Linked DNA regions of Sus scrofa: regions 1 and 3 are each linked to region 2. A link is a contact called in public HiChIP or PLAC-seq data. All regions are on one chromosome and are shown on one strand. The core of a region is the stretch at or near the end of the contact, and the rest is flanking DNA. Distances in the headings are between cores, read along the strand shown. Region 1 holds the start of CSRP1 (cysteine and glycine-rich protein 1). Region 2 holds the start of SHISA4 (protein shisa-4). Region 3 holds the start of UBE2T (ubiquitin-conjugating enzyme E2 T).

The links. HiChIP or PLAC-seq counts read pairs in DNA pulled down with a chosen protein or histone mark.
Region 1: an H3K27ac HiChIP or PLAC-seq map of alveolar macrophages shows a contact between it and region 2. The contact joins the promoter of CSRP1 here to the promoter of SHISA4 in region 2. A contact is called at or near these places in 2 of 47 Hi-C or Micro-C datasets (embryonic fibroblasts and heart right ventricle) and 2 of 2 datasets of contacts at active chromatin or transcription factors (alveolar macrophages and skeletal muscle).
Region 3: an H3K27ac HiChIP or PLAC-seq map of alveolar macrophages shows a contact between it and region 2. The contact joins the promoter of UBE2T here to the promoter of SHISA4 in region 2. A contact is called at or near these places in 2 of 2 datasets of contacts at active chromatin or transcription factors (alveolar macrophages and skeletal muscle).

Annotation. Positions count from the first base shown.
Region 1 is chr10:23,862,693-23,865,392 of Sscrofa11.1, reverse strand. CSRP1 (cysteine and glycine-rich protein 1) reads left to right here and starts at 1,373. Exons shown (of 6, transcript XM_003357676.4): 1 at 1,373-1,688.
Region 2 is chr10:24,157,373-24,160,072 of Sscrofa11.1, reverse strand. SHISA4 (protein shisa-4) reads right to left here and starts at 1,425. Exons shown (of 5, transcript XM_021064525.1): 1 at 1,231-1,425; 2 at 812-983; 3 at 1-78. The coding sequence starts at 1,303.
Region 3 is chr10:24,457,795-24,460,494 of Sscrofa11.1, reverse strand. It overlaps UBE2T (ubiquitin-conjugating enzyme E2 T), which reads left to right and starts at 1,410. Exons shown (of 6, transcript XM_021064545.1): 1 at 1,410-1,488.

The DNA of each region.
Region 1 (2,700 bases), core at 124-2,623, 290 kb after region 2:
ACCTGTGCGTGACCCGGAGGAAGGGCCACCAGCTGCCCAGCAGCCCTCCAAGACCTGCCCCCGGGGCCACAGCCATGGGCGAGAGGAGGCTTCCTTCTCAGAGACACTGGAGCCCATGAGGGCAAACAGCAGGGCACCCGGGGAGCAGGCACAGCACAGCGAAATGTGCGCCGAGGTCTGAGTGTGGTTTGCACCCCACTCGGTGTGCTCCCAGTGCAAAGGGTGCCATTCGACCTGGAAATGCAGTGAATGAGCTACGACACCGCGGACCCAAAGAAGTGCTTTGTCTCCCTAAGTTCTCAGTCTCTCTCAGGTCTCCGTGTTCCTCCGAACAGGACTTGGGGGAGCAGATGGCACCTTCTTTTATTTTTTTCTTTTCTTTTTTTTTTTTCCTCGTCTTTTTGCCATTTCTAGGGCCACTCCCGTGGCATATGGAGTTTCCCAGGCTAGGGGTCTCATTGGAGCTGTAGCCACTGGCCTACACCAGAGCCACAGCCACGCGGGATCTGAGCCACGTCTGCTACCCACACCACAGCTCACGGCAATGCCGGATCCTTAACCCACTGAGCAAGGCCAGGGATCGAACCTGCCACCTCATGGTTCCTAGTTGGATTTGTTAACCACTGAGCCACGAGGGGAACTCCGGCACCTTCCTTTAGAGCTGGGCTCGCTCTGCCCCCCACCAGGACCCCTCTGCCAGGGGGTGACTCCCTCTCCCTCCAGAGCCCCAGGTTTCTGGGCTGTTCTGCCCAGGACAGAGGTGGAGGTTCTATCCTGACCCAGGAACAGCTCTGCAGGGAGCGGGCGGCTCTGACCTCTGAGATGCCCGCTGCTGCAGGCACAGGAAGGGCTGGGAGCTGCTGAGGGCGGCACCCACTTTTCAGAGCTGCTGTTCTGGGGGAGGGGTGGGGCAGCCTCCTTTGGAGAGCAGGGGAGATTGGGGAAGCCCAGAAGGAAGAGCTGCTGGAGGAGGGCGTTACACTCACCGAGGGCCACTGCTGAGGGCGTAGAAGGCTTAGAAGATCTGCCCCGTCTCCCCCCAAAACACACCCCTTCCCTGTGGATTACAGCTCCTTCACAGATGCGGAGCCTGTGGGCGGGGGTGGGGGGTGATTTGGAATCTAGGCCAGGGCAACAGCTAGTACACGGAAGGGGCGGGATCCGAACTCAGGCCTCTCTTACCCTGGTGCTCAGATGTGTCCTTGCCACCCTGCCGCCAGAACAAGTGAGACCCCACCACCGTCCCCACCGCCATCCACGCCCGCCCCTTCTCTTGTGGCGCAGGTTTTATCAGAAGTCTTAGCTCTCAGACTTGTGTCTCCACCCTCTCGCATCCGGCCGCCAGGAAACCCTGAGAAGTTCCGGGCACGTGCGAGACGCGGCTTCCTCCGTGGCGGGGGCACAGGGGGTCCCCCGGGCGCAGCCGGGTCGCCCCGGGCCTGGGGACCCCGCTGGGGGGTTGGGGGGTTGCGCCAAGACCTTAGCGCCGATGCGGTGACATCAGCCCCGGTGTGGTGACATCGGCGCTGGTGTGGTGCAGTGTGCAAAGCCCACTGGTTGGCGTGGCCGGGACACGCCCCCCGGGAGCGGAACAAAACGGCGCGCGGGCCGGACGAGCCCAGCCCCGCTTCCAGAGCGCCGCCCGCTGTCGCTGCCGCTACCGAAAGCCCAGCCACCACCGCCGCCAGGTGAGTGCGCGGGGTCTCGCCGAGCCCCTCTGGGCCACCCCGCTGGGCTCCGCTGCAACCTCCGCCCCTACCCCCGAGCGCCCTGGCTCCTCTGCGCGCCCCGGCTCCGCGCGCGCTGGACGCCCCCGGCCTTCTTGTCCCGCCACCTCTCGGGAGGCTGCAGGGGAGGGTAGACGCGACACCGGGCGGCCGGGGCCCGCGCAGGCCGAGGAGTGGGGCCAAGTGGCCGCGCGGGTTTCTTTCCAGGAGGCGCGGGGCTCCTCCCCGCTCCGGGTTCCCCGGACACAAAGGGCCCCCACGTGCCCCTGTCCCGGGACGGCCCGGCGCCCCCCACCGCCTGCGGGTCCCGAGGCGGAACAATGGGCCATTCTGCGCGCACTGACGCTTGTTGTCCGGCGGGGGTGGGAGCCTCTTGCAGCCCCCGCCCTTCTGCCCTGGGGGAACGCGCCCGCGGGCAGGGTGGGGACCGTCGGGCCTCGGGGGCCCGCCCGTGGCAGCTGCGCCCTGCCCTGCGCAGCGCAGGTGCTGGTTTCACTCTTTTCAAAAGACTAGATGGAGTTGCCCCCCACCTCCCACTGCGCGCGCCCCATTCACTCCCGCCCCCGCCGGCTCGTCTAAAGGAGTGGGGACCATCGCAGAGCCTGAAGGGACCCACAGTGCTTGGTGGCCTCAGTCCCTGAAGTGGGGAACACACTTAGAGAAAGTTGCAGTCCATTGCCCCACCAGCAACCACGAGGCAGGCGTTTTATCTGCTCTCACAGGCCCCAGAGTGTTGTGCAAATTCTGCAAACAGTTGTGATCTAATCAAATCTGGGTCTAGGCAGGAGGCTGGGTGGCTCAGCTCCCCGGAGGCGGGGGCACCCCTGCCCCTGGGTGTGAGTGGATGGTTAGGCCCACCCAGCTGAGAGGGCGTCACCTGGGCTCCTACCCCCAGAGGTCCGTACACCCGGCTCTGGTGAACACGGCAACCCACTCGGTGAGAGGTTGTTGGAAGGGGAACTGATCCTGATCC
Region 2 (2,700 bases), core at 176-2,675:
AGGAAGCAGCAGATGGTGGTGGCGACCACAGCCACGAAGAGGATCACGGCAGAAGCGATGCCTGCTATGGTCTTGGGGCTTTAGACAGAGAAGCGTGCCTCACCTTCCAAGCCTCAAGCAGAAAGTCCTCACAGGGTGACCTGAAAGCTGTGCTTGGACTCCTGGCCAGCAGGGGGCCACAGAGAGCTGAGATTTGGGGTTCCTGGTGGGCTCTGCGGAACCCCGCAGGGGATCTTAGGGAACCACGCTTCCCGGAAGGCCAGGCGCCTGCTGGCCAGCGAGTGGCCTCTGGGGATTTGCAGTGGGCGCCCTACGGCAGCAACTTAACCGGTTAGACTTCTGACCGTGAGCCCTGCAAGTCCCCTGGGCAATGATCCAGAGCTGTTTTTTAAAATCCCACTGCAATGGGTCTTCTTGTACCTGTTTTATATGTCAGCAGGCCCCTTCAAAAAGACGCTGGAAAACCACTAACTGTGGCACCCCCCGCCCCCCGTCCCGGCCTGGTTTCAATGAAGAGGAAAGTGACCCACCCAGGACGTGTCTTCTGCAAGACCACGCAGCTAGTGAGGCATGAGACTGGGTCTCCTGCCTTCCTGGCAGAACGACACCGGCCCTGGCGCTGACCCTGCACCCTCCCTCTGCAGCCAGGGCAGGGCCAAGGGGAGGGCTCAGCCCCACCAGCACTTGACGTGTTTACTAACGGCCCCTCCTGGAATTCCCAAGCTGGACACTCAAGATTCGCCTTGTCCCCTAGCCGGAGCCTGGGTCTGGGCTAAGAATGTGGAGGTGGACAAGGAGGGGAGGAGCCCACCTGAAGGCCAGGCAGTGCTTCTGCTGCCTCTCGGTGATGAGCAAGGTCGGGTCTCTGCAGCAGTAGCGCTGGTAGCAGGTCCCGCAGCAGAAGGTTGAGAACTCGCAGTTAAAGCCCGGCTGCCAGGAGCCATTCCGATCCACGTACCAGAGGCAGTCCTCGCCGGCTAGCGCTGCAGACAGGGGTGCGGGTGCCCAGTGGCCACCGGGCCGGGTCTCTGGCTGCCCCCCTCCCGCGCGCCCTACTCTCACCACCCGAAGGTCTGCCCTGGTCCCTGAGCCCAGAGGCCTCTGCCTGGAGCGGCCCCCCCGGGGTCAGCCCACTCTTGCCCTCCTCTCCCACGGACCCCGCCACGCCCGGGCACCGCCTCCTCCAGGGCCTCCCCCGCGCGCGCCACGCCCGCGGCCCCCGGCCCTTACCCAGGGGCGCCCCCAGCACCAGGAGCGCGATCACCGCGAGCGGCGCGGCCCCGCGGAGCCCCGCGGGCGGCATAGCGGGGCGCGTGGAGCGGCCGCCGGGCGCGCAGGACAACGCCGGCCGCCCAGCTCCGCGGGGCCAGCGCGCCCGCCCGGCTCCTCCCCGCCTCCTCGGGGCGGGCTCGGCTGGTCCTCGGTGATCTGTCCCCGCGCCCCGCCCGTCCGGGGTCCACGCCGGCCACGCCCCTGGCCACGCCCCGCGCGGGCTCCCGCGACCAAGCGGCTGGGCACAGTGGGGGCCCGCCGGGCCTGGGCCCGCCCCCTGCCTCGGCCCAATCAGCGTTCTGGGCCCCAGAAGCCCTGATCCTGGTGCCATCTCCGAAAGCCCAGGCACAGGGGCCGACCCGGACCTTCCCTGTGCGGGACCACTTCTGCCCCAGTGTCCAGCCGAAGACGTCCTGCGGCGGCGGGGAGGAGCAGGAGGAGGCCCGGAGCACCCTGCCCCCACCGCGGAACACAGGCGCCCATTGAGAGGCGGCTCAGAGCAGCTTTGTCCCCGTCGAGCCCACAGGCCTGGACCCTGCCAGCTGCATTGGCTCCCTGAGCGGCCCCTTCCCCCTCCGAGTGGTCAGCGCTGGCATGCGCCAGCCTATGGCCTCACGCTTCCGGGTGGCTGGCCGCTGGGGCCACCTGGGACCCATCCAGTCAGACGGCCTTGAGAGTGAAAACCCCTTTCTTCTAGAGCAGCCCCGCAGAGATGCTGCAGGAAAGCAGGGCAGAGCAAGGGCCAGAGTTCCTTACAGCGAGACCTCTTTCAGTCTCCTGCTAAGTTTGTACTGTGTGTTGGTGGCCAGGCCCCTACTGCAGGGCCACACGGACCGGGAACATGCAGGGGACCAAAATTTTCTGGGGAGAAAATCCATAGCCTCCCTTAGCCCTCAGGGTGCTTGGACATGTCCCTCATTTGCGGTTCCCCACAATCCCATGAGCTAAACCAGGTTCACTGGTGTTGCCAGTCCCTTTTATAGACAGAGAAACTAGGACTCAAGGAAGTTATTAAAGTGTCCAGGTGACAGAGGCAGTGAGTGGCGGAGGCATGCTAAATCCAAGTGACTTCCCCCACCTCATGAGAGAAGCTATCTGCAAACGATATATGCTATACGAGGCTAATATCCAAAATACATAAAGAGCACATACGATTCAACGTCAAACAAACAATCTGATTAGAAATGGGCAGAGGGGAGTTCCCGTTGTGGCTCAGTGGTAACAAACTTGACTAGTCTCCATGAGGATGTGGGTTTGATCCCTGGCCTCAACTCGGTGGGTTAAGGATCCAGCATTGCCATGAGCTGTAGTGGGTCTCAGATACAGCTCGGATCTGGGGCTGCTGTGGCTGTGGTGAGACCAGTGACTACAGCTCCGATTCAACCCCTAGCCTGGGAACCTCCGTCTGCTGCGGGTGTGGCCCTAAAA
Region 3 (2,700 bases), core at 161-2,660, 300 kb before region 2:
CTAGAATGCACATACATTCTTGCATAAAGTGAGGAAACTTTTATTAAATAATACTTTCCCGTACACTTCAAAAATAAACTACAAATCAGAATACTCTGGTTTTTAAAGCAATGACACTGGTACACACAGGTTATGAAAATCAGCGTGGCCTCTGTTCTCACCAGTTAACATACCTCCCTCTGGTGGACACATGGAAGCTGTACATTTACCCCCTAGAATTCTTTTTCTTTTACTTTTCTTCCTTCCTTCTTTCCTTCCTTCCTTCTCCCTCCCTCCCTCCTTCCTTCCTTTTATCCAATTCTTTCTGTTGCCAAAACTACAGGTATTGACTTGTTTTATCATATCATCTCTCCTTTCCACCAGACTCAACATAGCTCCTGGTTTTTCTAAAAGATATTTTAGAGACTTGATTTTCAGGGAGTTCCCACTGTGGCACAGTTGGCTTAATGACCCGGGTTGTCTCTGTGGAGGCTCAGGTTTGATTCCTGGCCCAGCGCAGTGCGTTGAGGATCCCGAGTTGCTGCGGCCGTGGTGTGGGTCACAAGCTCCAGCTCACATTTGATCCCTGGCCTGAGAATTCCAAATGCCGCTGGTGAGGACGAAAAAGAATAAAAGACTCGATTTTCAGAAAACCACCCAAGAAAACAATCAATTTCAGCTCGGAGGACAGAACTGTAACTGTAATAAAATTATAATACAACCACAGTTACAATCGGGGTGGAAACAGTGAAGGGATTACGACAGAAAACACCTCCCTACAATGAGGCAACGCTAACAGTAAAGGGAAAACCCCAACAGCTAACGGGAGACTAGATTGGACAGCACCGGGTAGTACCGTGGACGGTCTCGGGGGTGGGGGGCCGTGGGTCTCCGGCGGAGAGAGGGCGGCCGCAAGGAACCAGGGGGCTACTTAACACCGATTTGGGCGGAACGCAGAAATTTCGGCAGCTGTCAGAGCAGCGGTCAAACTGCACTGGCTCGCACGTTTAGGAAGACTGGCAGCTCTCCCGCAGCCGGAGCAGGAAGCGAAGGCGGGTGTGGTCTCCAGCCCGCCGTGGCGTCCGAGCACCGCGCAAGGTCCCCGCGCCCAGAGTCGGAACCCGGCCCGGAATCCCCGCGCTTCTCGGGCTCCGGGGAATCCCCAGAGCGCCGTCCGCGGGTCTGACCCTACGGCGAGGAACCTCGCTTGCAGTTCCTTCTCCTGACCAGTTACTCCCACGGAGCTTCTGGAAGCGATGTGCAATCCTTACCCCTGCGACCCACTGAACCCGACTGGAAACCGCAGCCACCGCCCCGCGCTCTGGTTCAAAACGGGTGGGCGGACGCCGCTCGGAGGCCGGCCAATCGGAGGCCGCACTCCTCCCCGGGCGGCGCTCCGGACCAATCACAACCCTCGCCGGCCGGAGGAGGGGAGACGCAACCCTCGGGCTCGCGCAGGCGCTGTGCAGGCTGGTTGGCGCCGCTGCGCTGCGAGGGAGATCCGCGCAGGTAAGAGCGGGTCGGTGGGCTTCTCGGCTTAGAGGTTACTGGCTGGCGGGGGCGGCGGCGGCGGCAGGGTCTTTCTGCCCAGCGAGGAAGTATCATCTCCCGCGAGCGGCTGTGTGGCGGAGCATGTGGTTGTCTTGACAGCCCCGTTGGCACACGCCTCCGGCAGCCCCCTACCTGAGTGTCCCCCTTCCCAGACATTCCCCTTCCTCCCACCCGGGCGTCCCCCCACCCCCCGTCCCCGACATTCCCCTGCTCTCCCCGCCGCGTCCCGCTCCCGGTGCAGAGCAGCTGCCGGGGTAGATTACAACTCACAGCAAGTTTGTGGAAACAGAGAGCTGGGCCTTGCGGTAGGAGTGAGGGGCTAGGCTGCATTCCTAGAGGAGGGGTGACGTGTGTATACGTCTACAGACTGTGGGCCTCAGAGAGAAGTCGGTGTGGCAGAAGCAAACGTTTATGGGGAGGAGTACTGGCCATGAGGCTGGAAATGTGGGTTGGGCCTAGATGGTAAGGAACTTGAAATGCCCACAAAATAGTGATGGATGGTTTTGAGCCAAGGAGTGCCACGTACTAATTTGTGTTAATGTGGTGAACCTGGGGTCTGGTTCTCCTTTAGAGAAATTGTCTTATTTGTTCTCACCCTATTACAGTCCCTTTACTATGCCTTTCCACTGCGTTCACATTTTATGCGAAGGTAGACTTTACCACTTGGGCATATTTGTCTCTGTCATCGATTCCCAGCATCTGCTTACTGAGAAAAGAAGGAATTTTTGTATGAAAGGTATGCTTAAGTACCCAGTGAAGTAACTGGATCCAAGAGAAGGTGGTTTAAAGGTGTGGCTAAAGAAATTTGGAAGTAGTTTAAAGAATAATTTGCGTGAAAGACCGTTGTAGTGTAATTGATTCTATTTAACGTATTAATTTGCTTGTGTTATTACTACTATTTAAATATTTCCAAGCGTGCGTGCATGTTGATTGCGGAGGACCACTTTGTCTTTGCAGTGCAGTTCAGGAGGGTACAAAGACCCAACACATACACGTCCTTGTGTTCAGGATAGCTGCCTGAGGTTAAGTTCATAATTATCATGAATTACACTGTCCAACTAAGTACAGTCTATACCCACCAGGTGATCTTTGCTTATTAGTACCTATAATTAGTACCGGACGGTTGGTTCACTTCTGTGCTGGGTGCACTGAGGCCCCAGCAGTGAGCAA